3 separate regions of the Gossypium hirsutum genome follow, and regions 1 and 3 are each linked to region 2. A link is a contact called in public Hi-C data. All regions are on one chromosome and are shown on one strand. The core of a region is the stretch at or near the end of the contact, and the rest is flanking DNA. Distances in the headings are between cores, read along the strand shown. Region 1 holds the start of LOC107901799 (auxin-repressed 12.5 kDa protein). Region 2 overlaps LOC107901792 (a long non-coding RNA gene). Region 3 has its middle 7.2 kb from the start of LOC121218802.

Region 1 (4,189 bases), core at 1,602-4,101, 420 kb before region 2:
CTAGTAAGACCTAAAATGATGACATCTATCATTATTTTATGTCCCAAAAGTCACCTCCATTTCTCTTTCAATTTGATTTTATATTGTATTTGTTTCATCCTTTTTTTTTTATTTGTTAGTATGTTTTTTACATCATGTTTGTTTAAAATATCCAATCAAGATATTGAAAAAATATATATCTAATCTAGATTTTTATCCACACATGGATTGAATTTTCAATTAATAATTTCATGTTCTTTTATCAAGTTAAACAATAATAGCTTAAACTCATTTATAATATAACTTTTTACTATTTATATATATTTGTTTTTTCATTAAAGAAAATCAGATGATGGCACCATCATTATTATACATCCTCCCAGATTGCCAAAGTCTCAGACTTAATACCGATGTACCATGAATTCTCCCCTAACAAAATAGTGAACCTAAAACAAAAATATTCATGTATGAAATTAATATATATATATAACTATCAATTTAAGAGGAAGTGCCAAATTCAGGACCAATTGAGTATTTAAGTCGGTTTACAATAATATTTGTGTTGTTTATTCATAATAAAATTAGAAATAATATTTGGTATATTGTTAGTAAGGGTGAGTAAAACTCGATTTGATTCGGAAAAAAATTTTAATGTTCAAAAATAAATTTCTAGAATTTCTTAATTTATTTTAATGTTCAAAAATAAATTAATTTAATTATTAGTAAAATTTATTTGATTTAAACAAAAACAAACTAAAACGAATTTAGCTTAAGGTTAAATTATCCTTCTTAGAATTTAGTCCTTTAATTTTTATTTACAAGAATTTAATCACTTAATTTTCAAATTTCAAAATTCAAACAACATCGATAAAATTCTTCTATTAAATTTACTTATGTGACATTTTGAAATAAAAGAAAATTCACTTAATAACCATGTAACAAAAAAATGATGTTGTAATGAACATAACTGATGGTGTTGACAATTAGACTTAAAATTTAAATGAACACAAAGTATAGGGACTTAAAACACAAATTTAATATTTCTACTTAAAAAACGAAAATCTATTAATTCAAGTAGGGTTGGTTTACGAATTACGGAAGAAAAAGGACAAAAGGCGGGGGAGAAATTCAAAGAAAAGGACCTATCAATTAGCATTTATATTAAATAGTCATTATGAGACTTTAACTTAAAATTTGAATTTTTGGATATATTATAATATTGATTCAGATAATATTTACTACTAAATAACATGAATTTGAAGTTTTAATTTTGAGTTAATATATTAATTTGGTGAATTTTCAAAGGTTGTGATGAAATGGTAAGCAAATAGGTCCCCGCCACCTCACCACACCACCTTCATCCTTATCCACTTTTCTTACCTCAATAATGCAATCCACTCACATCATGTTAAAAACCCAAAATTAATTAATAAATTGATGTTCAAATCACATACTAACGCAACATCATTCGTACAATACCCCTTCCCTTTATTTAATAATAATTTAATATAGCAGCAGCTGCCGCCGCTCACGGCCGGAATCTTGAATGACATAAGGTCATCGACCACCCTGCGCTGCCGCTTACTCTTTTAAACATCTTACTTACTACTACTACTACTTAATTGACCCATTGAAAAACTTTTAAAAAGAACGATATATATATTTACATGCAAATCCTGCTCCTTCAGTAGCAGCAACCTTCTGCTAGTGGTTTTGCTACCCTCCGCCGCCGTCAGCCATCGCCCAATCAGCGGTGATGCTTGCTCCGGGTCTCCCCGCTGTAAAGCCTGCATCCCATCCCATCCGAACCAAACTTTCTTCTTAAATTTTAGTTAACACCCAGAAATTAGATCCATGCAAATTACCCTAATTAATCTTTGGTTATTTATCATCTTATAGTAAATAAACAAGAATAATTAAAAATAAAAGCTTATAAATGGATTAGTGTAATAATTACAGCATACTGTTATTTCCACGCAGCTACCAAACAAAGAGCCAAGTTTTCCTGCATGATCTGTCTCTGAGCCTCCGTTTGGTTGCTGAGAAAACGTTAGAAAAAAAAACACACACAAACAGGAAAGTTTTTGAGGCTTCCTTTTTGAAAAACTCATCATTTTAGTACTATATATTAAAAAGAATCCAAATTCCAAAAAACCTGGTTAATATTTATATATGACTCTTCTATGATTAATTTTCTCAGCAACCAAACAGATGGGGATCACAAACATCCAAAAAGCAAAATCAAAGTCCCACTTATATATATCCAATTATCCAAGCAAGCATGCATGCAAATAACTGAACAAGAAAAAAAATCTGTACGAACCAGTCATAAACAGTAGGAGAGTTAGGTTGAGGCTTGTCGAAAACTTCAGCGCCAATACCTTTGGTTGCAAGGTTGCTACCTGGATTGAACACGCTCCTCCACACGTTGTCCCTACGAGCCGACACCGGCGTCGACGGTGTCCCAGGTGTCGTCGGACTCGTCGGCATCGCCATTGATGAAGCCTCATCTAATGAAAAGATTCAATTTCAGAGTGACAAACTTAAATGTCCACAATACAAATGATGAAATGCAAAAGCTAACTGTTTTTACCTTTGGTGGACAAGGGTGGGGTGGTTGTGATCTTCCTCAGCCGGCCAAGGCCACGTTCCGGTTGAGGTCCGGCCACTACATCATCCCAAAGTTTCTCTAGCAGAACCATTTTTCTTTTCTTTCAATTATATCTCTTCTCTGTTTGTGTTTTTAGTGCTTTTGGGTGGCTTTTATTTGGTGGCATATATAGAGGAAGATTCAGCCCAAAATATCTTTCCTGCCTATTAATATGGATATTGATTTTTGCTATTTCCAATCATTTGCTATCCGGACAACATTCATTTATTACTTTAATTTTAAGATATAAATTATTATTTTACAAATTGTAAGTAAAAAATTACAAAGGAGTATTACGATTGTTTTTAAATATATTTTTTGATTTTTTAAAAATTAAATAAGAATATTTTGATTAGATGCAATTGTATATAAAAATTTAATTTTGATTTAATTATATAAAAAAAGCCCTAGCTATTAGTTTACTTATTATATACAATTATATTTATTTATTATGAAGATGATTTTTTTTCTAAATGTGTTAGTGTATTTTCATATTGCTTGCTACTTTTAATTAAAAATTAGTTTAAAATAAACTAATTAAAAAATAGGATATAATTTTTAGTTTAATGGGTACAATTAATTAAGCTTTAATTCTTAATTCGTTTAATTATACCAAAAGAGAGTTATTATACAAAAATTGAAAATGTACTATTTAAATAAAAATCTTTAAATATTAATGAATATTGGCAATAGAAGATTGAAGAGTGGAGATATGGAAACGGATGGATAAGAATGAGTAAAGGGAAAGGGGACCGCAAAATAGTATTCTCATTAAAAATCAGAAGAGAAGAGGAGAGAGTGGGTTAGGGTTTCAGTCACAAGTGTGACCCTCCCATACAAGTTTTGTCCTATTCTTCTTGACAGCATCATCTTGTCTGACAAGATGACACGTGGATCTCAATCCCCTTCATCATTATGTAATTAATTACTTAAATTCTTACGGAATTTATAATATTTTATTTAATTGGCTGATATATATTTTAAAGAAAACTGTCAAAATATATTAAAGAGAATCTCAGGCCACCCAAAAGCAAGAGAGCAAGAATACCCTCCATTTTAGATTATCCCAACCCTTTGCATGCTTGGAAAAGAATCGTTTTAAATTTTCGATTGTCTAGTGAATCGCTCTAAATCTGGAACATTCTGGTAATTACTAGTTTCAGTTTCAAGATTATCTCAATTGGGTCTATGCGTGGATTGTCTATCCATTTACACCATCTCCTGTTCTGCCACCTAAACTTCCCCGACCCACCACACATTTCATTTCCGACTTAACCCTTCTCTGGCCAACAGGTGAGCCATTCTATTACCTCCTCTCTTTATGTGTTGAAATTTAACTCGTTCAAACATTAATGTAGCACTTCCATATTTGACCCGATTGTCGGGTCACGACACTATTATAGCAAAATAGATTTTTAGCGGCTTTTTTGGACCTATAGCGGCACTTTAAAACAATTTGCAAAGTTTCGATAAGCACCGCAAAAAACGCCGCTAAAATTTGCGGTGTTTATGTGAAAAAACGCCGCTATAGAATATGACCTTTAGCGGCGTTTTCCCCAC
Region 2 (3,929 bases), core at 59-2,558:
TCTCCCACTAAGGAATATATATATATTTATAATTATTTCTAAAGACTTGATTAATATTTAAATAAGGCCTTGTGGAATTTTATAATTATTATGCAATTTAACCCTTGTACCATTTTTATTAACTTAATTAATTTAATTACTAGCTAATTTTATTTCTTATTTCTGTATTTAACTTAAGGCTTTCTCATTTTAACTTCTCAAACATCTCAACTTAATTTTCAGTACACATCACAAGAATTGGGTCGTTACATGAAATTATTTATTTAAACTTAAAATAAAAATATTAAGGGATAAAAATAGGTTTAGAAGATGAGTTTCATTTAGAAAATTAAGTTAACATTTTTTTAACTTAGAATTTAAAATCGATCTAATCCATTCATTTTTTTTGAAATATATATCTTTTTATATATTTATATATTACACAATTTATACAAAAAAAATATATGTTTACACATAAAAGCAACATAACAATTAGAAAATAATCAACATATAAAAATAAAACACAAATTGAAGAAAGAAAATAAATCTCGAACCAAACAAACCTTAAAATAATAAAAAGATATTGCAAGTTACAGATGGGGCCCGAAATGCGTGGTAAGGGATTTCCACTTGATGGAAAGAAGAGATTATTATTATTATTATTTTCGTAAAACAAAATATTTTTATATATGTTTTATTATAAATAATATTAATTTTTTGAGTTTTGTAGTTATTCTTTTTAATAATGTCATTTTTAAAGTTTTAATTTGAATTCTGTTTTTTTAGAGTAGAATACGAACAACACTTGTTGGACGAAGAGATTATTACTTATTCACAAATCAAACAAATAAATAATAAGATAAATTATATCCAATGTCACTCAACTATTACAAAATTTACACTTTGGTCACTAAGTTTTAAAAAGATATGAATTTATCATTGAATTATTTGAAAATTACATGTTGGTTACTAGGTTGTTCAGTGACCAACTTGTAGTTTTTTTGAAATTGAGTGTTTAAAGTATAATCTTGTAAATAGTTGAATGACCTTGAGTATAGTTTACTCTATGATGAATAGTGAGTTAACAACCACATCAACATCCATTAGCAACTTAACAATTTAGTGATCAACTTATAACTTTCGAATAATTTAAAGATCAATTTATAACTTTTTAAAATTGAATATCAAAATATAAACTTTCTAATAGTTGAGTGAATTTGGTGTAATTTATCTTAAATAATAAAATGAAAAAAGAAAAAAAAAACAAGAATGCATGAAACACGTTGACTCAACAACTGGCCCTTCACTTTACGTCTATTCCTTCCAAGCAGCCTTCACAATTCATGTGGCTCTCCTTTCTCCACACCATACGTCTCCTTTGCTCTCTTTACATCTCCCACTTTTCACTTTTCTTCTTTTTCTTCCTTCACATATAATAAAAACTAATTTTTGCATTATATTATCACAATATTTTTCTTTTCCAATAAGGTTCATTGAATATCAATGCTTATATTATTGACAGTATTTTAAAAAGATTATTGAATATCAATAAGTTTTTTTAACGTGTATGGTATTATTAAATTATTTAAAAATGAAACAGGTCCATGTCTATTGTGAATTTTGAAAGAGTCAAAATTTCCAAAGTCAAGAAACAAAATGTGAAAGGCTTTTGTATGAAACGGAAGTGAGAAGTGGGTTGTGGCTATTATTCAGCAAAAGTCAATGATCAAATTTGGATGCATTTGGGTTCTTTTATCTTTTATGTTTGATGCCTCCATTTATGGGTACGTGTTGATCATCATGTCAATTAATTCTCAACCACTTTTTGGATGCTAAATTTTTTACTTGGATTCCAAACAAAATGAATAATAATTACTCAGACAAAAACTGTTTGACATTATTCTCTTTTGGGGGAATTTTTCAACCAAAGAATCCATGTCATTGAACAAATCCTCCAAATTTGCACACCTTAATGCCAATAACTAAGGCCGCCCGGATTCTAGTTGTGATTGATAAAGGATCTAGAAGGTTGTTAAGAAGTCTTTTGTATTCAAATTCATCCATTTATCTAACAAACATATACAAATTAAACTCTTGTCTAACTTGTGTACAGTTAGTTTAGAGAGTTTGGTCAACTAGAGACAGCTTAATGTTGTAAACAATGGGGGTTTCCAAGGATGAGTCCAAAAAAATCAGAATTTTTCTTTTTAGAGTTAGTCAAAATGCGAGCATTTACTACAACAGCAAGTTCAGACAATAGCCACGTGCTTACCGCTAAATTCGAAGTTTGCTTGTAGTCTTAAAGACAACAATATGTTCTATGCTAGTTTCTTAGAACATGTCTTGAGGTTGTAATCACTACACCAAAACAGGCTTTTAGCGGCGTTTTTTGTATAAACGCCGGTAAAAACCAAGATCTTTAGCGGCGCTTTTCTCACAAACGCCGCTATAGGTCATGGTCTATAGTGGCGCTTTTCGCACAAACGCCACTAAAGAATAAACCTTTAGCGGCGCTTCTCAAAAAACGCCGCTAAAAACTTAACCTTTAAAAAAATTTATTTTAATCAAATAATATTTATTTTTATGATAAATATTTTATTTTATTTTATTTTTTAAATTTGAACTTTAAATATACTTTTTAAGGATAAATAAAAAATATTATTTAAATTAAATTTTCTATGAAGATTTTAACTTTAAAACTAAATATAAAAATTAATGAATTTAGTTTTAGAATTTAAAATAATAAACTAATAACACAATTAAAATCCAAAAGTTAGAACTCAAGTTGTCGTAAATATTAAAGTAAAAATAAAAATTAGAACTCAAGTTGTCATAAATATTAAAGTAAAAATAAAAATTTAGAATCAAAACTAAAATAAATAATACATATGAAAAACATGCCTATGACTATACACATTACAAAGTAATAAAAAATACAATGCATTAAATTGTTGAACCTGCCCAGGTACTATCTGACAGCAGAATAACACATTAAATTGTTGGATTAAACATGTAGATTACATACTAATGTAGACCAAAATATTTTCCTTTTCCTTCTACCCTTAAATCTAGAGATAGCAAAAACCAGGGACCTAACACTAGCAAGTTCAAATATATCGCTAAAAGAAACACAGCTTTAGCTCCATCCAAATGTACTTTCGATTCTTAAATTCTGCTTCAATATATTGGATGAATTTCCCCGCTGCATGATGTTAGGTGATCAAACGTAGTACTTTAAAACTGCAAAAGTAAGAAGCAAGCACCCTCACTTGATAATCTGAAGGGTTGTCTTCCTCACCACTTGGTCCTCTAAAAGGGAGCAGCTTAGCTTTAGGTTTCTCTAAAGAGAAAACAACAGGAATTCCACCCTCAATCCCATGATCTTTCCTTAAACGGTGTCTCACCTAGAAGCAAAAATTTGACAAAGAGTAAAGTGAATGATAGCAGGAAATAAACCCCTAAACAATGTCTTCTTAATGCAATAGATAAACAAGAGTAAAATTGGATATCCAAAATAACAAATACAAGCATAAGATATTAAAGTTTTTCCAAACCAAATAAAATCTAATTGGACAAGGCCCCAAAGTAAACACCAATCATAAGATCAGCAACCACCAGAAAACTGCAGTAGCAAGTGTAGATTCAAAAGCCACAGACGCAAAGAGCAATGATAAAAGAAAGAAAACCACAACTCTCCTGTAGGCTGTAGCATTTTAATTTCATAAAGAGTAAATATTGGTTCATCCATAGACTATGGATTAAAGAGATTTACCTAGTCAGTTGCTCAGAAACTATATCATCTGCTAGAAGGCTCAAGCCAGTCATCCCAATATTCCCATTTCCAAGACCAATCGCACATTTGACAGTTGTATCTGATGCAATTTTAATTCCCGGAATAGCAATCAAAGAAATGGAAAGATAACATTTTCACCAATTTACTAGTATCATAC
Region 3 (3,647 bases), core at 1,131-3,630, 330 kb after region 2:
AATGTATAATTTTATATTTTTACGTTTAATCCAATATTTTTAATGGTTTTATTTTATAATACATTTTAAAAAAATGCATTTATATATACTTCTATGCTTTAAAGTTTTATTTATACATTCATATAACTTATTTCTTTAAAAAAAATCCTATTTTAATATATTTAGCTTATTTTAACTTTTACATATAGTATTATTTATATTAAGTTTTCACTCCGTATGTATTAGTTTTTAAAATTAATATATGTATATTATGTTATGTACTTTGATTTTTCTCCTTATAATATTTACTTAAAAATGCTTTTAGATACCATTATTTTATGTAGTATTCATTTTTAACTATATTTTCAATTTATTTCAAACTTACATATATGTATATATTATTTGTTTTAAGGTATAATTTATTGATTATGATTTCTCCTCTTGCTATTAATTTTTCTTTTAGTGTATCTTTTAAATTTGATTATTAATTCATTAAATTTTTGAATGTTGATATTGATATTGGCATAATGTATGACTGAGATTATTGTTGCTATGCTTGTTTGTATTTATTTATTGATTATTTGTTACTCACTAGTGTATGTTATTTACAAATTATCCTTTACATTGTACATTATCATTCACTCGCATTTTATTTCGTTTAAAAGGTTGCATTTGGTTTAAATATTGAAATCATTTTATCCATAAATTTTTAAATACTCGGTATCCAAATTCTCAAGAGGATTGTGCCCTAACTTGCTAGGCTTCAATTCTCCTTGTTGAATTTAAGTAACCGAATATCCCTTTTTCAATTTAAATGTAAATATTCCAAAATTAAAGCTTATCTCGAGGATTCAAAACGTGGTGTCCTAACTCATTGGATATGACATTTTACTATCTTGAGACGAGGTTTTTTAATAAAGGCAAATTCTTGTTGTCATAGGAACTTCAAAGAATCGTACCCTAACTTACGGGGTTTCGATTTTTTCATTGAAGCAAGATGACCAAATTTTTAATTTTCAAAATAAAAAATTTCAATAAAGATTTTTAAAAGGGGAATCGCTTAAATTTTTTTTTTGATATTTGAACTTAAGACATTAAATAATCAATTAGGTAGCAATTTTGGGCGTTATGGGGGTGCTAATCATTTCTCGTACGTAACTGACTCCCGAAGCCGTTTTTTTTCAAAAACTCGTAGACCAAAATTATTTTTTTAAGGTGATCTAATTACACCTCAATAAAGGATCGGTGGCGACTCCAATTTACATTTTTTAGTCAACTCTATCTTTTTTTCAAAAATGGTTTCAACAATGATAATTGCTTTATATATATTTAGGTCAACAGATATATAAATTAACAAGTTCCACAAAAAAAAAAGATAATTATTTTATACATCTTTAATGAAATTTAAAAAATCTCATCAAATAATTATTTTAAAAATGATAGATAAATAAATAAATAAATAAATGAGATGTGGGTAATATTTTAACTCACTCGTGAATTTTATTTTATTTTAAAAGTAACCTCATCTAGTAATAATACAAAATTATATTACAATTCATAAATTTATTTATCAAAATATGCATTTTTTTACTTGAAAATGATATTATATATATATAATGATTACTTCTATTAAAACTCTTAACCTTTAAATTGGAGAAAAATTATGTTTAAGCATGTCTACATTTACGTGTTTGAATTCACGTTCTTCTTATTGCAATAACAACAATACCGATCAAATTAAAACTCGATCGGTTACTTTAAAAAATAGTTCAACCTCTTTTATTATTATTATTTGTTTAGAATGCACACACCTGAACATACATTTTAAAATATGATTTTCTAAACAACTTTTTAGACATACTTTCAGAAAAGGAAGTTATAGCCTGTATAATTTTGGCGATTATTGCTTGAAGCACTTCTTTGTTTATTAATTATTATGTATTTTATACATATATATATTAATTCTAGGTTTTCTAGTATATTTCGTTGATAAGTTATTTATGAATCTTAGTAAAAGAAAGTAATAGTATACGTGAATAAATATCATAAACAAAATTTCTTTTGATAAATTATATTAATCGTATTAGTTTACTGAATTTTCAAGCCAGGATTGGAATTTGGGCGGTGGGATTGTGCTACCCTTTGTTTTCTTGTGTGTGTTTTATTTTTAAATTATTTAAAAACCCTATAAGTAAGGTTGAAGGGATGATATATATTTTAATTTTTTATATATTATCGTAAACTTATACATCACCCTTTTAACTTTGTGAAATCTAAATACTATGGAATATTTCTTCTCTTTTATATGATTTTAATATTGGGAATGCACATGGCTTATGTCACCCTTTATTATTTGGTAGAAAGCATGGTGAGCCTTAGGCATTTTGGTTGGGAAACTGGATCTCCGGATATCCAAAAAGTAAGAGATGAAGGGTGGGTGGGTAAGGCCCAGTTGTCGCTATTCTTGTTCGCCACTTGGCTATTATGAATATCCCTTGTTTAATTTCCTTTTAAATTACTGCCTATAGGCTATACCCAGCTACTAGTCTAAATTTCAATTAGGATTGGTACCTTCGTTCGGTCAAACAAAGGCAGTAATTTCTGGAGATCCAAAGATCACTTTAGGGAAACGTTTTTAAATTTAATAGATACTTAATATCATGGGCATAAGGGCTATTAGATGGGGTTGCAGTTATAGTGGTCCTTCTCTTGGTTGGATTGGAAGTCTCTTGTGTGCATGCATATATTTCTAGAATGTTTATGTTGAGAAAAATATTCATACGCCCTTTGTGATTATGGTTCCACTTTTGTGCCTCTCGAGAAGTAAAGTTGGGCCATTGATATAAAGGATTATATGATGGGAAGCCACCAGAGTTGAATATTTTAATTTGCTTTCAATGATTATGAAAGAAGGTAAGTTTACTTATCAAGCATTACAGCCTTTTTCCATTTGTTTTTAGTTTCTTTTTCAATGTTAGGTACTTGGATTATTTAGCGGATTAGCTTTCTAAATCAAACATATGGCTGCTCAGCAAATCATTTATGTGGGAACAGTTTATATAATCTCTTGTATTTACATTTTCTTTTTCGTCCTTCTAGGCCAAAATTATGAGGGTATACAGCAGGTTATCATGGATTTCATATAATATATAGTATATAAATATATATTTTATATATATTATTTGCTGGTCCTGCTCATAGACTGTGCTCTTCTATTTTCTGGTCTCAGAAGCGGTGGCCAAGTACTTTGATTCTCCTAATTACACCTCCTCCAATTGATGAAGTTCAACGCATTAGGTATTGTTCAACATTTTCTATTTACTTTGGCCTTTTACATTCCATTGCGCCTTATGATCTCTATTATACATGCTTAAACTGGTGTTAAACCCTAGACATCCTTACGTTGAGAATCCATTGGGTTTGCCGGAGAGGACAAATGAAGCTGCGGGGGCTTTTGCCAAGGCATGTGTTGAAACTGCTGGAGAATGTGGAATTTCAGTGGTAGATCTCTGGACCAGGATGCAGCACTATCCTGATTGGCGCAATGCTTTTCTTAGGTATCTCACACTTTTCGGGTTTTAATAATTTAGAATTCTACTTTTCATGCATATATATATATATATGAATTTTGTTGAAATAACACAATCACATATCTAAAAAATATAAGA

Evidence for each region. A called contact is a pair of places that touch in the nucleus more often than the background predicts.
Region 1: a contact with region 2 is called in a Hi-C map of hypocotyl, with 4 times the contacts expected there. The contact joins the promoter of LOC107901799 here to the enhancer-like site in region 2. A contact is called at or near these places in 2 of 34 Hi-C or Micro-C datasets (hypocotyl and leaf).
Region 3: a Hi-C map of hypocotyl shows a contact between it and region 2, with 2.2 times the contacts expected there. The contact joins two enhancer-like sites. A contact is called at or near these places in 2 of 34 Hi-C or Micro-C datasets (hypocotyl and leaf).

Annotation. Positions count from the first base shown.
Region 1 is chrD06:46,345,691-46,349,879 of Gossypium_hirsutum_v2.1, forward strand. It overlaps LOC107901799 (auxin-repressed 12.5 kDa protein), which reads right to left and starts at 2,852. Exons shown (of 3, transcript XM_016827947.2): 1 at 2,573-2,852; 2 at 2,303-2,489; 3 at 1,388-1,766. The coding sequence starts at 2,681. The coding sequence ends at 1,727.
Region 2 is chrD06:46,770,188-46,774,116 of Gossypium_hirsutum_v2.1, forward strand. It overlaps LOC107901792 (a long non-coding RNA gene), which reads right to left. Exons shown (of 4, transcript XR_001685431.2): 3 at 3,752-3,851; 4 at 2,869-3,383. Among protein-coding and RNA genes, the nearest start is that of LOC107901792, 4.8 kb to the right of the region's middle. Within about 2 kb of position 1,309, at least 7 of the 9 cell types and tissues checked have an H3K27ac peak or open chromatin away from gene starts, as enhancers often do. A contact at or near this core is called in hypocotyl and leaf, where this site is marked.
Region 3 is chrD06:47,095,126-47,098,772 of Gossypium_hirsutum_v2.1, forward strand. It overlaps the pseudogene LOC107900206. Among protein-coding and RNA genes, the nearest start is that of LOC121218802, 7.2 kb to the right of the region's middle. Within about 2 kb of position 2,381, at least 5 of the 9 cell types and tissues checked have an H3K27ac peak or open chromatin away from gene starts, as enhancers often do. A contact at or near this core is called in hypocotyl and leaf, where this site is marked.